2 separate regions of the Mus musculus genome follow, and region 1 is linked to region 2. The links are chromatin contacts, called in public Hi-C maps. All regions are on one chromosome and are shown on one strand. The core of a region is the stretch at or near the end of the contact, and the rest is flanking DNA. Distances in the headings are between cores, read along the strand shown. Region 1 has its middle 29 kb from the start of Emilin3. Region 2 overlaps Plcg1 (phospholipase C, gamma 1).

The links. A called contact is a pair of places that touch in the nucleus more often than the background predicts.
Region 1: a contact with region 2 is called in a Hi-C map of Sertoli cells, with 1.6 times the contacts expected there. The contact joins two enhancer-like sites. A contact is called at or near these places in 1 of 39 promoter capture datasets (hippocampal neurons), 15 of 484 Hi-C or Micro-C datasets (the C2C12 cell line, the G1E-ER4 cell line, Sertoli cells and 9 more), 1 of 115 datasets of contacts at active chromatin or transcription factors (astrocytes) and 4 of 9 other capture datasets (adipose tissue, embryonic stem cells, liver and 1 more).

What each region holds. Positions count from the first base shown.
Region 1 is chr2:160,939,964-160,943,642 of GRCm38.p6, forward strand. No RefSeq gene overlaps it. Among named protein-coding and RNA genes, the nearest start is that of Emilin3, 29 kb to the left of the region's middle. Within about 2 kb of position 1,343, at least 24 of the 459 cell types and tissues checked have an H3K27ac peak or open chromatin away from gene starts, as enhancers often do. A contact at or near this core is called in Sertoli cells and muscle stem cells, where this site is marked.
Region 2 is chr2:160,764,147-160,767,901 of GRCm38.p6, forward strand. The region is part of intron 32 of Plcg1 (phospholipase C, gamma 1); the gene reads left to right. Among named protein-coding and RNA genes, the nearest start is that of Plcg1, 35 kb to the left of the region's middle. Within about 2 kb of position 2,450, at least 33 of the 459 cell types and tissues checked have an H3K27ac peak or open chromatin away from gene starts, as enhancers often do. A contact at or near this core is called in Sertoli cells and muscle stem cells, where this site is marked.

The DNA of each region.
Region 1 (3,679 bases), core at 93-2,592, 170 kb after region 2:
GCAGTAGGCAAGGCCACTTTAAGCAATCCTTTCCTCTCTTCCACCTCCAGCTTCCACCTCAGTATTTGTGAACAATCTGGTCCCTATCAACTCTAGGAGGAAGACAGGTCTGTACATCTTGGTCTAGCCCATAGAGGTTTCAAAAGTTCCTTGGTCTCCAGCCAAAGTTTTTACAAAAAAGCCTCATGGGGAACAGACTAATAGGGAGGTAGGGATCCTGCCTGGGAGACTCAGGACTCCTGCTCTAAGGCAAGATTGAATGGGAATATCAGTGCTGAGCCCCAGCCAGGGAGAGGGCCCTGCAGTCTAAGGTTGAGCCTAGCCTGGAGACCTCCTACCCCAACAAGGGGAGCACAGCAACTCATGGTTCCATGGTGGGGCAACGGAGCTGGAGGGGCCTTCTTCATTAAACAGACACAGGAGAAGAGGCCCAGGCCATGTGGCATCTCAGCATCCATCAGCCTGTGCTGAGAGCATCCTGGAGTCAGCCCCAATTGTAAGCAGCTGGTAGTTTCCTGTGGCTTTCTAGTAGCAGGCTCTGAGCCTCTTCCTCTGGTCTGAAGGGAACAAAAGCCCCCCCAGGTCCCTGAAATAGCGAAGTCAGGGGTTTCCCAGCACCTAAGTAGTGCTGGGGGTGTTGGGGTCATTTCTCCCAATCCCACAGAGGCACAGAGAAAAGTCTGTGATGCTCCTGCCTATACCATGATGAAGGTCTTCCTCTGTGTTCCCACAGGGTTTTATTCCAGAGTCCCAAGGGGTTCAAGCAAAAATTGTCCAAGGGTGTAAGAATTCTTCCTGAATAGTAGGTAGTTCAGACAACAGGGGCCATGTTTTACTGGCCTGTGGATGAGAGCATTTATAAGAGTTACCATATCCATGTAAGAAGGGTGGCTTTTGGGGTCCCAGGGATGAGAGCTGGGAAGTTGGCCCAGATTAGGAGGGGATTCCTGGATGCTGGAAATACATATAGGATCCAAAAGATGCTGAGACCTTGTGTCCAATCCCTGCGGATTCCTACTTCTCCCTCCCTCCCTCCTTGGCCATCTGGGCTTTGCTGTCTGGAAAGTCTGAAATCGAGTGGAAAAGCCTGGGTCAGAGCTGAAGCGGGGGCGGGAAGGGCATGATGGGAGTGGTGTCTAGGCAGCTCCAGCTGTCTTGGTCCATCACACCACGGGCATGCTGGGGATTGCTCTCCCTTTCCTCTGGCCACTGCTCCCAGTATTCAGACCTGCAGGGGGCTATAGAGAGTGTCACTTTTGGCAATCATTAAGGGTCTGGGAGCCCAGAGACACTGGGAGAAAACCGAGGTTATCTGAAGGGTGTTGTTGCTACAGTCACAGGCACTCCAACAGGGCCTGAGTAGGGGCCCAAGGACACATTACTCAGGGGACTTTCTTAAGCTACTTGTCTGGCCTCAGTGTTGCATTGAAACCTCCAGATAAGCCTGCTGCTTTTAAAGCCAGGGCATGGGAGTCACCTCCCTCCACACGGAATCTGCTTCTGTATCTCCTGTTACCTTCGGATTGTATCAGGAACCTGTCGGCACCCACGGGTCTGTAATCGCTCACACTGAGCTCTGTGAGCGAGGCTCAGCCTGCAGCCAGATACTTGTCTGCTTCAAGTAAAATAACTCAGTGTGAAAATAACTGATGGCAGACACTTAAGAGTCAGGGAATCGAGCGTGTTCGGGGCTTGAGAAGGCAACCGTTGTGAGGCCCTATGTGTACAGCCTTGTCACGGCAGGAAGACACTGTTCCACAGCAAATCTCCTCATGGCTGGGGGAGGCACTTACAAAGCCCCACCCCTAGCAGAGGCACTCACTACTGATAGCTTCGAGGGGCAGAAGATCAGTTTTCTTCAGGGATGCGGCTACTGGGAAGTTGTCCATACTCCAATGGATGGCCCCATATCCACACACACACTAGAAACACTTATGGATCCAGCAGACTAACAGAAGAGACTACGGAGATGGGAGGAAGATGTGGTGTGGGAAGGAGTCTGGGAGAAGTTGGAGGGGTTGTAGGAGGGTAACTATGAACAAAATACATCGTGTAAATGCAGGGCATTCTCAAAGAATAAATAAAATACATTTTAAAATATCAAGGATAAGGGAACATCTGCGTTTCCATGCTCTGTGGAATGAGGGATGGACCAGCACAGAGCTCACATCCCTGTAAGGCAGACACCAGCTACTGAGGTACCATGCGTTTCCATGCTCTGTGGAATGAGGGATGAACCAGCACAGAGCTCACATCCCTGTAAGGCAGACACCAGCTACTGAGGTACCAGCTAAGTAGCCACGTGCCAAGCTTCTGATCTCCATCACCTCCTGCCACCTTAAGCCTCCACGTCATCCAGGTGTGTCATCCTGAGTAGTAGGAGCCCTGAGAAGTAGACATCCAAGTTCACAAACACTGCTGTGCCTAGGGCAGCGGTTCTCAACCTGTGGGTCACAACCCCTTTGACTAACCTCGACCTCCAAAAGTACCTTACGATTCATAATAGGAGCAAGATTGCAGTTATGAAGTTGCAATAAAAACAATTTTATGGTCAAGGGTCGCCACAACATGTGGAACTGTTACTAAAGGGTTTGCAGCATTAGGAAGGTTGGGAACTGGGGCTGGAGGGATGGCTCACAATCATCTGTAATGAGATCTGATGCCCTCTTGTGGTGTATCTGAAGACAGCTACAGTGTACTCACATACATAAAATAAATAATCTTTTTTGAAAAAAAGGAAGGTTGAGAACCACTCACCTAGAGTGGAGTGCCTGTGGGTTGTGGGAAGTTCCTTGGATGGACAGCCCTGTTTCTCAGCTCCTGTGGGGGCAGCTGTTCAGACAGAGGTGGAAGTCCACAGCTCTCCACTTCGTCCTTTGTGCCTAGGATAGCAAGCCCCGGCTACATCCTTAAAAGGGGCCTTCAAGCACTCTCTTCCTTCATGCATCTGCTCTGGGTGCCCACAAGAATGCAGCTGTTTGCAAGTCAGTAAGTGTTCAGCAGAAACAGATGGACACGTCAGAACCCCGATCTTGGACTCCTGACCTCTCGATGGTGGGAAAAAAAGTTTATACTTCCCAGACTACGCGACTCTGTCATGGTAGCTCAAACAGACTAATACAAATCCTTCTATAATTTTGCCCAGTCGGGAACCCCCATATTCCTTTTTGAATGCTGGGTGGGGCTTCTGTGAAGGCCCTGGAGGTTGCTATCACTGTGTGACAGCACACACAGGCCAGCAGGGGAACAAAACACTGTCTCAAATCTTACCTGGTGTTAAGTTAGGAAAGGGCAACGACTGCACAACCCAGTCATTCTCTCTGCCACTCACTGCACAATCAGATCCCCAAGGGCGGGGTCCAGCCAGCTTGGTCCATTGTGGGAGAGCCTGGAAGTCTCTAAGACATTTCAGAGTCCAGCTGGCTGGAGGGAGCTACCCCCATTGTGGGTTGTGATGGAATAAGCTCCCTTACTTCTGCACTGATAAAGGGCTCATCTGCCAGGCCTGTCCTCCTGCAAGGGTTCCCTGTGGTCCACTCTGCTGGCCAGCCTCTGCCACTTTGGAGGACTGTCATTGTTTCAATGACAAGCCACAGATGGCTTTGGCTCCTGGTTATCTCCTTATATCCCGACTTTCCTCACACACTTCCCGGGTCCTCCCTTCAGCAATCTCAACTCT
Region 2 (3,755 bases), core at 1,200-3,699:
TCTTAATTTCCTTTTTCTGAGCAAGTCTCCCAGAGAGGCTCAGCACTGCCTCCTAAACAGCTTCACAGAACCGTGATTCACACGTCTTGTCCCCTTACCATATTTCCCTTCAGGTAGTGGTTTCTTCTCAGTGGAGTAGATTTAAGGATCAGTTTCATTACTTAAATCCCCCAGGTAAACCTGACTACTGTTGAGTGATCCAGGAGACCCATCTTGGTGCCCCGTGGCTGTCTTGCCTGATTCATCCAGTGTGTCCCTACATGTGACAGCTTGGTTAACACTGCTTTGCACCCATTGGGTTATGACCTGTAGAATCTCAGCCAAGCATTGTTTAAAAACACCCTCAGGTACATCTGAGAAATACTGTTGTCAGGGCTTTGCTCCCTGGAGCATGAAAATGAGAAGTCAGGTTGAGAACCATTATCTTTGGCAGAGGAAACCAAAAGAGTGGGGTTGGAAGGGAAGGCAGTGATAACAGGAATACAAGCCAAGAGATGACTCCTTTTGGCTAGCAGGCCAGAGACAAGTAAAGAGGGACCACTGAGTGTTACCAGTGAAAACACGTTAACAAAAGAAGTCACTGCCTGTGACTTCAGGGGTATAGGACTGAAATGCGGGATTAAAAGACAGAAACATTTTGTGGCCTTTACTAAGAAAAATCACAAGTAGCTGTGCCCCTAACAGAGAGAGCTGGGGCCTCACTTGGGGCCAGACTCACCCTGGACTTTAGCTGAGGACAGGGACTAAACAGTCACTTGTCTTTCAACTTATTCCTTACCTCGACCATATCAGATCTGCTGAGTGAGTGTGAGGTTACCCCACCAACTTAGTGACCAAAACAAGCCCAGACCTGCCTTACATTTTAGTTAAGTGCATCTTTCCCTTAGAGGCTTTCCCCACCTAGGATATAAATCCCCAGAGGATTTATATCCATGGGTCACTGTGTCTTATCAGGAAGACTCTACAGCTCCCTGCAGGCTGATCCTGCCGTCTCCACCAGTGTGTTCTGAACCTGCCCACCAAGGACTCAAGAGATAGTTCCATGGTATTGCCCTAGTTTAGTTAGTTCTATGACCTGGCTGTTAGATTCAACACACAACTTCTTTAGGACCTGAGCTGGCCTTGGGAAAGAGCAGATCAAGAGCAGATCCTGACACTTCACTCAGGTGGCTTTATTTTGGGAGTCCCCTTTTCTTTATGGCCAATGAGAGCATCCTAGCAACAACCAGTTGCTATGAGGCTTGGAGGTGTAGGGATGACACTGGTCCTCTAGTAGGGTCCAGGGTCCTTCTGCACGGTGACAGGCTCTCCTTAGCAAACAGCATGCTTCACCGACACCTCTTCTCTCACACAGAAAAAGAAAGGAACACAGGAAAACTTGCCCATGCCCTCACACCCCACAGTTCATGGCTCTAAGATCAGACTTGCTTTATACGCAGACAGTTTTGCATCACAGTGAGTTCAGGAATGCAGAAGACAAAGAATTCCAAAAACTGGAATCTCCCTGGGGAGCTGAGGGAAGCCCCAATACCTATTTACTTTTAAGGGTCAGATTTGTCCCCTGCCCCCAAAAATCAATAGAAGGGATTTTAGATTTTTGTTTATTAATTCACTCCCCCCCACAAAGACAGCAGATAAGAAGTGTCTGTACATTTTTATTTAGGAACAGTTAAAAGATTGGAAGTACCGCCGAGGCCCATTCAAACTACACAAGCAGTTTTGTCCCTCATCCCATCCCTTATCCATATTTGCAGATACAAAATCTAGGAAATGTGCAATTTGCATCTTGGAAATAGCAGCATCCCCATGGGGGACCTTAAGAGGCCCGAGACTCAGACAGAAGAGGTCATCCTCGCACCTCCCACCACACACAGCCCACACCAAAAGCAAAGGCTGTCTTTCTATTCCAATGTTTCCCAGGGTGAAGGATTTCTACACTCCAGCCAGTTGTGGCCCATGCCTGTAACTCAGTGCTTGGGAGGTAGAGGCAGGAAGAGCACCCAAGTCTGAGGCCAGCCTGGTCTACACAGTGAGTCGACCAGGCAGGTAGGAGGCCAGCTAGGGCCACACATAGGTCTATGTGACAGAATATGCTATTTCTTAGTTCGCTTTCATAGTTGGCCGCAGTAGCAGGTGACCCTCACTTAGCACCAGGATAGTCGCTTCAGCTGTTCCTGGGAGACAGGAAGCACACCAAAGGCAGACTGTTCAAATCACCCCCAGCCGTACTTCTCAGCAGTCGGGCCCCCTGAGAACAAAGCCGTCCACACTGAGGTCAGGACACAAAGCAGGTGCTGGGGACCAGGATCCAAGACATTGTCAGCAAGGACACTGCAGGTCTTTGGCTGCCTCCCCAATTTCCCCAAGGGCTATGTCAGGACAACTCAAAGAACAATAGTCAGCAAGGGCCAGAAAAAAGTTGGCTCATTTTCTGTGTTTAATAACAATTATGACACAGTCTGACCTTCCTGGCAAAGCTGAACAAAGCCAGCTACTCAGAAGCATGGGAGAGAGACCAGTGCCCTGAGTGACCACTCCTGCCCTCGGCCCACCCATTTCACAGAGCAACCTAACTTGTGCTGGAATCCTGCTAAGGAATGGGAGTTCGCTCTCACTGCAGCCAGCCTTCTCATATGGGGCTACAAGAACAAGACCAAGATGTGTGGACAGGAGCTAGGGGCAAGATCTTTCCGAAGCACTAACTGCAGGTTAGCAGGACCACGTAATAGACTTCCGCCCACTGGACATGTCTCTTCTGGTGCTTGTTTGGGGGAGAACAGAGCACTGGCAGCCCTTTTTATATTCAGTGATTGAGCAGGCTTTATCCTAGGCAGTTTACCTTCAACTCAAGTTCTGAATAAACTGAATCACCCACTTTCCATGGAAGGGAACATGTGTCAAAAGGCATAGATCAAGAAAAGCTATTAACATACAGGTGCCCACTGTGGGCACAGTATGCCAGTCTCTTGACAAAAGTGGCACTGATAGCAGGTAAATGTGCAAGCCCCTCCCAGGTGTTCTAACTTGCCATTTGCCCACCCTTGTCAACAGCAGGAAGACACCATGTAGCACAGTCCCTGCCAAATAGCTGTCCTCCCTCTCTTCTGCCTGGTTCCTGCCAGAGTAGCTGCAAGGTATGTTTCAAGGAGGGAAGAGACAACAGAGTGGTAACTTCACTGAATCCATTCAGTCCCACATCCATAAGAGCCTGAAGAACCAAGGAAGCGGGTGCCTACCTCTTCCTTGTAGCAACCAGAATCTGCCTTAGTCTGTAGTAGGCAGCCCAAGTGTTCTCTCTGGATTTACATCCCTGCTCCAGAATTTAGGGAGTTGGGAAGAGGTGTTCCTGCTAGACTCAGAACTAGAAAACCCTGTTTTGGCTTTCCAGTCTGGGGGACCAAGTTCATAGGCCTGCTGGGTTAATAAGCACTCAGAACAAAGCAGGCGCTCAGTCCTAGGGCCATTCACTCTCTGAGCTGCTTTCACACCACAACAAAGTACAAATTCTGGAAAGTACATTTGGGCTTGCCACTACCTAGATGCCAGCCATCCCTAGTGGCCAGGCACAAGAGATCACAGATTTTGGCAGAAACAGACTCTGAGAACCCCATTCCTTTTGGATTTCTAGCTAGTAAGCGATGTAAACAGCAGATAGTACGATCGTCAGTTCTGTCATTAGTCAAAACTAAACCCAGCCATTCCACTGAAGACCCTCAACAGCCTTATTAGCCCTAGAGGATAGAGCGCAGCAACCT